Linked DNA regions of Ovis aries: region 1 is linked to region 2. A link is a contact called in public Hi-C data. All regions are on one chromosome and are shown on one strand. The core of a region is the stretch at or near the end of the contact, and the rest is flanking DNA. Distances in the headings are between cores, read along the strand shown. Region 1 has its middle 53 kb from the start of TAPT1. Region 2 overlaps TAPT1 (transmembrane anterior posterior transformation 1).

Evidence for each region. A called contact is a pair of places that touch in the nucleus more often than the background predicts.
Region 1: a contact with region 2 is called in a Hi-C map of tail adipose tissue, with 3 times the contacts expected there. The contact joins two enhancer-like sites. A contact is called at or near these places in 5 of 16 Hi-C or Micro-C datasets (blood, hypothalamus, skin fibroblasts and 1 more).

Annotation. Positions count from the first base shown.
Region 1 is chr6:112,304,583-112,308,815 of ARS-UI_Ramb_v3.0, forward strand. No RefSeq gene overlaps it. Among named protein-coding and RNA genes, the nearest start is that of TAPT1, 53 kb to the left of the region's middle. Within about 2 kb of position 2,304, at least 8 of the 54 cell types and tissues checked have an H3K27ac peak or open chromatin away from gene starts, as enhancers often do.
Region 2 is chr6:112,208,003-112,212,179 of ARS-UI_Ramb_v3.0, forward strand. It overlaps TAPT1 (transmembrane anterior posterior transformation 1), which reads right to left. Exons shown (of 14, transcript XM_015096648.4): 4 at 4,096-4,177; 5 at 1,228-1,363. Among named protein-coding and RNA genes, the nearest start is that of TAPT1, 43 kb to the right of the region's middle. Within about 2 kb of position 2,794, at least 3 of the 54 cell types and tissues checked have an H3K27ac peak or open chromatin away from gene starts, as enhancers often do.

The DNA of each region.
Region 1 (4,233 bases), core at 1,054-3,553, 96 kb after region 2:
ATGACACCACCCTTATGGCAGAAAGTGAAGAGGAACTCAAAAGCCTCTTGATGAAAGTGAAAGTGGAGAATGAAAAAGTTGGCTTAAAGCTCAACATTCAGAAAACGAAGATCATGGCATCTGGTCCCATCACTTCATGGGAAATAGATGGGGAAACAGTGGAAACAGTGTCAGACTTTATTTTTTGGGCTCCAAAATCACTGCAGATGGTGACTGCAGCCATGAAATTAAAAGACGCTTACTCCTTGGAAGGAAAGCTATGACCAACCTAGATAGCATATTCAAAAGTAGAGACATTACTTTGCCAACAAAGGTCCATCTAGTCAAAGCTATGGTTTTTCCAGTAGTCATATATGGATGTGAGAGTTGGACTGTGAAGAAGGCTGAGTGACAAAGAATTGATGCTTTTGAACTGTGGTGTTGGAGAAGACTCTTGAGAGTCCCTTGGACTGCAAGGAGATCCAACCAGTCCATTCTAAAGGAGATCAGTCCTGGGTGTTCTTTGGAAGGAATGATGCTAAAGCTGAAACTGCAGTACTTTGGCCACCTCATGCGAAGAGTTGACTCATTGGAAAAGACTGTGATGCTGGGAGGGATTGGGGGCAGGAGGAGAAGGGGACAACAGAGGATGAGATGGCTGGATGACATCACTGACTCAATGGTCGTGAGTCTGAGTGAACTCCGGGAGTTGGTGATGGACAGGGAGGCCTGGCGTGCTGCGATTCATGGGGTCACAAAGAGTCGGACATGACTGAGCGACTGAACTGCACTGGTATGTAATTCCATGTACACTGAAAACATGCTTAATGAATGGTCATTATTAGCTTCTTATGGTAACAAGAGTAGTAACTCTGTGTGAGTAATCTGCTAACAGTCTCTAACAAGGTAAAATTTGGAAACTTTTATAGCAATTTTTTTTTTTTTTTTTTTTGCTTCCTTGGTGGCACAGACTAAAGAATCTGCCTGCAATGCAGGAGACCCAGGTTTGATCCCTGGGTTGGTAAGATCCCTTGGAGAAGGGAATGGCTACCCACTCCAATATTCTTACCTGAAGCATTCCATGGACAGAGGAGCCTGGCTGGCTACAATACATGGGGTCACAAAGAGTCAGATGTGACTGAGCAGCTAACTTTCACAGTTTTTCATAGCAACTTTTTACATTGCTCCAATATCTGAGAACATCATCAGTGAACTCATTTTATTTCTATAGTACTTTTTAAAAAAAAATCAGTCTGCGATGGGTTGTTGTTTTTTAGTCGCTAAGTAGCTGTGTCCAGCTCCTTTTGACCACATGGAGTGCAGCACACCAGGCTTCTTTATCCTTCACTATCCCCTGGAATTTGCTAACTCATGTCCATTGAGTCATGAGCTATGTGTGATGGGTTGGGGAAGGAAGTTTCTTCATCACAGAGAATTTGAGATGCACTAGAAAAAATGCACAGTCTCTTATCTCGGGGAACCCTGAAGATTGAAGCTCCTAAACTCAAGAGCAGAGAGGCAGTGGAATCGGGGAGCCAGACGTCATATGAGAGGTGTTGGAGAGGTTCTTCAAATGTCTTCAGTGGAGACAGATGTTGAGTACGGTTTAAGCCAGGGGCCACAGACTGAAACTCCCAGGTGGGCAGCAAAGATGAGTCATGGGGCCCGAGTCTAAAAAAAGTCCGTGTCATTTTGATATGAAACATGTACGAACATTTGTCTTGTTGTTCTCAAACTATATGGACTTCACTTTTTCATCTTCTCAATTTTTGCTGGAAATGTGTCATGGAAATAGCTCGGTGTGAACACGATTCTAAGAAACGAACAACAACAAAAACTCCAGTGCAAGTTTGATAATGAATGATAAACTTATTTAGCCAAGTGTGGCAGACAGGATTCTGAGAGTCCCGCCTCGTGTTTGTGTGCATGGCCTGCAAAAGCCATGGGACTGTCACTGTGATGTGACGTCACCCCCAGGAGTAGCTTGTGTCACAAAGCTTGGCTTTAAGGATAGGAGAGGAACTTGGATGGGCCAGCCCTATTCAGGTGAGGCCTCAAAGGGGACTGAGCTCCTTCTGGAGGGAGAGCTGGAGCATGAGTGGGGTGCTCCCTTGCTGCCTTTGAATATGCAGGCCACGCGGTAAGGAATGCTGGCGGCCAGCCGGACTTGAGACTGTTCCTGCTCAGAACCAAGAGACAAGTGGGAGTACAGGCATACGACCACACAGGACTCAGTCCCTGCCTGCACCACGTGGTCTGGGAGGGGATGAGAAAGCAGGCTGGCTGGCACACAGACGGTAGCTTCATAAGACTGTGAGCAGGAAACGCAGTCATGCTGTTCCTGGGCTTCTGACCACAGGGCTTTTGACCACAGAGGTGTCAGCTGCCCCATGAGTGCTGTTCTAAGCCTCTAAGTTTGTGTGGTCATTGTTACAAAACAATAGAAAACTAACACAGCTAGGAAGCAGACACCAGGGTCAGAGCAGATGGAAGATTCTGGAGGGCTCCTAGTTGGTTAAAGGGGGTGGCTGCCACTTGGTGCCAGCCTTCTGCTGCATGTGAAAGTATGGAGGGGATATAAGTATACTTATAGCTGATTCACGTTGTGGTACAGCAGAAACAAAGCGATTATACTGCAATTAAAAAATAAAAAAGAGAAAATATGGATTCAGTGTTTGCAGATCTGTGGGCTCTAGAGAAGCCAAGAATCTGGATTTTTGTATGAAACAGCTTGACTTTTAACATGGAAATTCTACACACACACAGAGACACACACATGAAGTCAAGGAACCGCCTTCATGCCCTGACTCTGGAATGACAGTCTGCTACCAACAGTCTTAAATTTCTAATTTGTGCGGGTATGTTTTCTTAGAGTTAAAATTCCAATTTTCATTTGTAGGTCATTCATTGCCAAGTAAAATCCAAGATCTGACTTTGAGAAAATTTCGTTATAACTGGTGTTGGTATCTATCAACAGCTCTCTTTGCTTAGAAAGTGAAAGTGAAAGTCTCTCAGTTGTGTCCGACTCTTTGTGACCCCGTGGACTGTATACTCCATGGAATTCTCTAGGCCAGAATACTGGAGTGGGTAGTCTTTCACGTCTCCAGGATATCTTCCCAACCCAGAGACTGAACCCAGGATTCCTGTATTGCAGGCGGATTCTTTGCTTAGCGGTGAATTGTTATTTCCTTTGGTTAAATATTAATGAAGAAAAGATACCTCATAGAATCCACCCTTTTTCTCCATCATACTTCAGTCTCAAGAATTTTTACCTGAAATGGAATGTGTGAATGTGTGGACTCCAATAATGCCTCTAATAAATCCAATTTCAAGTTAAGCTGAAAAAGCACTGAAGTTCTTTCTGTTGTTTCAGAAATCTTTGAGAAGCTGACATTGTTCTTAGAGTAGCTTTTCACAGTTTCATTTCTTACTTCTGTGTGATATCATTATTTGTTATTCCATGCTGCCACCTAGTGAAATAGCAGAAGGGCTGTGCAGGTGAGTTCAAATTTTGTGCTTTTTGTATCTGAATTTTGGTGAGTATTGTGATTCTCCCATATTATATAGTGGTGCTTGTGGTAAAGAGCCTGCCTAGCAATGCAAGAGACATAAAAGACGTGGGTTTGATCCTTAGTTGGGAAGATCCCCTGGAGGAGGGCATAGCAACCCACTCCAGTATTCTTGGAGACTGGGGATCAATCCCTGAGATAGGAAGGTCCCCTGGAGAAGGGACTGTCTACCCATTCCAGTATTCTTGCCTGGAGAATCCCATGGACAGAGGAGTCTGGCGGACTACAGGCCATGGTGTCGCAGAGCTGGATTTGACTGGGAGACTTTCACTTTCATACTTAGAGTGAAAGTATTGGTATAGGCTAGATTCCCTAGAAAATGAAGGGTCTATATAATATGAATGCTTTTAGTTTTTTTGAAAAAGAACTGGAGAAGGAAATGGCAACCCACTCCAGTGTTCTTGCCTGGAGAATCCCAGGGTCGGAGGAGCCTGGTGGGCTGCAGTCTATAGGGTCGCACAGAGTCGGACACGACTGAAGCGACTTAGCAGCAGCAGCAGCAGTTACTTTGTTAGATTCTTGGAGGTCTAAAATAAAATTCAAAAGCAGGTTATTTGCAGCAACATGGATGGATATAGAGTGTCATACTGAGTGAAGTAAGTCAGAGAAGGAAAAATATCATATGACATCCCTCATAGGTGGAATCTAAGTGGAATTTAACGTGGAACCTAAGTGAAATTTAAGG
Region 2 (4,177 bases), core at 1,544-4,043:
GAATTATATCGCCTGTGGAAGAGCTTAAATTCCATGGAAGAGCTTAAATTAGAACAGTAACTTTTTACTCCACTGTGTCTGAAACAATCTTTTACTCGCCACAGACATTTTCCCCATATAGTCCCTTAACTTCCCAGATGTTAACCCAATTCTTTTAAGCATTGTTCTTTCAAAGACAGGACACAACAAAACCACACGGCACATTCCTGTGAACCCGCCCTGCTCCCATAGGAAGCGAGTGTGAGTACGTGCATGTATGTAAACAGGCAGGCATGCACAGCATACACCCGTGCGCACACTGTGTTACATAGTAAAACATTTATTCTCCAAAAAAAAGCTTTTAGATGGAGGTGAGGGAGGGGGAAAGAAAACCTCTAGAATTCCTCCCCAGCTAATTTCAAATTTTACTTCTAGATGAACTGTATACATTTTATTTTTCATTTATTTTTTTATTGAAGAACTGCATACATTCTCAGCTGAAGGTTATAACAAAGAATTCATAGGTTTAGGGGCAACTTTATAAAATTCTAACTCAAGTATGAAAAAGCTATATAGATCTATATAAATCTGAAGTATGTATAAATATAACTACCTCTTTATTCTAAAATCCTTCCTTAGAACCAGGTTCTAGCAGTTTAAAGGGGCATGCATACATGACTCTTTAATTTACAGTTAGAGCTGACCCCTGAGCAACATGGGTCTGGACTGCATCGGTCCACTTACACACATGTAATTTTCAATAGTAAAATACTACAGTATTAAACGGGCTGTTGTTGGCTGAACCCTCGGATACAGAGACTGGTTATAATTGATACCCGGATTGCTGCTGCTGCTATTTAGCTGCTAAGTTGTATCTGATTCTTTGGAACCCTATGGACTGTAGCCCGCCAGGCTCCACTGTCCATGGGATTTCCCAGGTATGAGTACTGGAGTGGGGTGCCATTTCCTTCTCCAGGGCATCTTTCTGACTCAGGGATCAGACCTGCATCTTCTTTGTCTTCTGGTGGGTGGATTCTTTACCACTGAGCAACCAGATGAAGCCCCATACTTGGATTAGTCCCTGTGTTCACGGACTAAGTAGACTGTTATAACCAATTTCTCAAAAGAAAGTAGACATTTCATATTAATCTTTAGGATGCACACGCACACCCCCTCTCTAAGTCTGAGAAATGGCTAAGTGAACAGGATAATGTAAAACGCGCATCCCCGAGCGGCCTGAAAGGATACAGACATAGAGGACTGCCATGAAGAAGTGGGGGGCCACCCCGATGTGGGCCCTCCTCCGCTCCTTGGGCTCTGTGGCTGTCCAGTACAGAGCGTCTAATATATCTTGCCCAAAGGAGGAAAACAGGCGATCTGCTACCTAAAGAGAAAAATTAAGGAAGCGCGTTTCTTACTATGCTGTCGGTACATCTTATTAAACTTCAGAGGTAACACAAACACCACAGGAGATAAGCTCCAAGAGAGACAGGAGCTTTGTTTACTTACTCGTTCACATTTTCTCATTCTCTGACACACACGGAGCGCCCAGGTGTTGTACTAACTGAATTAGAATTTGTCTAACTAGCCATGTTTGTAACAAGGAAAATCTTAGTCATAAAAATAAAAGGCAGACGACACATCAAAATCATAGTTCTTCTGGCTTTAACTCTTTGAATTTAAATTCAGGACTCAAACTTTTAAGGACAAATATATCACTTGACCCATTCTCCTCATACCTAATATTGGTAAGTAAGAATAGCTGTGATTTGTTTGAAGTTTACCGTATAAGAATATAATAAGCAAATTTATTCCTGGAAGACATTTTCGAGTACTCATCTCCATGAATGTAGTCCAATAGATAAAGAGAAGCACATAAAAAAGAAAAAAAGGAGGGCTATCATTCAGGATTCAGTTGGAATGTCACATTCTGAGACAGGACGTTCCTGGCCTATCCAACCTCTGTGGCTCCTGTGGTCTCCAAAGCATCATCCTGTTCCTCTTTATCACGGTATTTATCACTGCCTCTCTCCCACCTGTGGAATATTAGCCAGGGGACTAGGCTTGTCCACCTCAGGCTCTTCGGGATCTCAGCATCCAGGAAGTGTTGATTAAACATTTGCCAAATGAAGAAATGATAGCTATCATTGAGGGCGCTCCCACCACACGCCTGGCTTGTGCTAAGCTCCTTCTATTCGCTGTCTCATGGAAACCTTGCAATTCTCCTAATGTCTCCATCTCACAGGCGACAAGCTGAAGAGCAGAGTCACTCAGCAGCTGGCCGCACGTGCAGGATAACCAGGATTGGAGGGAGTTATCTCTAGACTAGAGCTTGGACTCTGCTCCACTGCGCTTAAACTACATCATCAACTGTAGTCTACAGAGTGAGTGAGTATTTAAACCACCGGGATCAGCAATTCATGGATCCTCCTGCTTGGCCTACTTCCTGATAACAGCAACAGCAGCACCTTGTGGGCGGCGCTGTACAACAGGAGGCGCCTATCTTAAGTTTTGGGGGGAGGGAGAAGCCTGGTCAGCTGCAATCCCCCCAGGGAGGAGGCAGCGGGACTTGACAAGGAGAGCTACCCACATGGCCAAAGGGGACAGAAGGCCTGGGCTTTTCTTTGATGGGAGTGAGGGGAGCGCACGGACAGCTACTCTGCTTCACAAACCCAGCCAAACCCACTGTCACATCTCACCTGACCTGGCAAAGCAGGCGTGCGGCAACGAGCCTGCACCAGGGAGCTGGGGTGTGGTTCCAACACATCTCAGTCGATGAATTTAGAAGCAAACAGGATGGCTAGAGTGTGTGGTTTTGTGAAGAGACAGGAAGTCCCCACCTATCACACCCAGGCAGTGGCACAGCAGAGGGGCCAGTAGTCCCACATCACCCCACGTGTCCACCACACGTCAGGAAAACCCACTGCAGACATGACTTTGCCCACAAAGGTCCGTTTAGTCAAGGCTATGGTTTTTCCAGTAGTCACATACAGATGTCAGAGTCGGACTACAAAGAAAGCTGGATGCCAAAGAATTGATGCTTCTGAACTGTGGTGTTGGAGAAGACTCCTGAGAGCCCCTTGGACCGCAAGGAGATCCAACCAGCCCCTTCTAAAGGAGATCAGTCCTAGGTGTTCATTGGAAGGACTGATGCTAAAGCTGAAACTCCAATACTCTGGCCACCTGATGTGAAGAACTGACTCATTGGAAAAGACCCTGATGCTGGGAAAGATTGAAGGCAGGAGAAGGGGACGACAGAGGATGAGATGGTTGGATGGCATCACCAACTTGATGGACTTGAGTTTGAGTAGGTGCTGGAGTTGGTGATGGACAGGGAAGCCTGACATGCTTCAGTCCATGGGGTCGCAAAGAGTCGGACGTGACTGAGCTGAACTGAGTCTAAGAGACAGGGAGACTTACTGGTGTCCCCAAAAAGCAGTACAGAAAAGTACAAACTGAATCTTAAAGGTTAATGACATAACCCAGGTTAGTTTACTATTTAAAAAAACCTTGAGATTCTGCCTAAAAGGAAAGTGGTTTTCTACTGTGCACTTTGCGTAACTGTTTATTTCTTACATAAATGCCGATTTTCACAGGACGACTACTTTAAAGTGTAGTGTACTTTGAAGACATATTGTATTAAAAGTGTTAAATACTTAGAGAAACTGGGAAATCGTTTACTTGTTCTGTGTGAAAATTTAAAAGCAATTTAAAATATAAATCTACTATAGCCAATAAACACATAATCCTAAAAATCTCTTCATAAGATTTACAGTTCTAACAGAAAGCACACACAGGTTTCCAATGAATCGAGACAATACTCCCCTGTCATCTGACAGTTTACACTCTCAAGGGGGCACTGACTCCAAAAGGTCTAGACGGCCGGTCGCCCTCCTCCCCACGGGAGGACACGATGCCCTGCGGACCGGCTGCCCCCAGTGTGTCCTGGGACGCACAGGCACCATCTTGTTAGAGGGATTCTAAATCAGAACGTGCGTTCTCAGAAGGCCACCCCTGATGGTACGAAGCCGAGGCTGGAGGCACGGCTGGCAGAGCCGGCGGGAAGCTGTCCCGTGCAGGCCGCCAGGCGCCGTGGGCCGGGCCTGCCGGGCTCACCTCGAGCATGTTGTAGATGATGTACAGCTTGATGACCGACTGCCCCCGGATCAGGTGATACATCATGGAATAGTCCACGTAG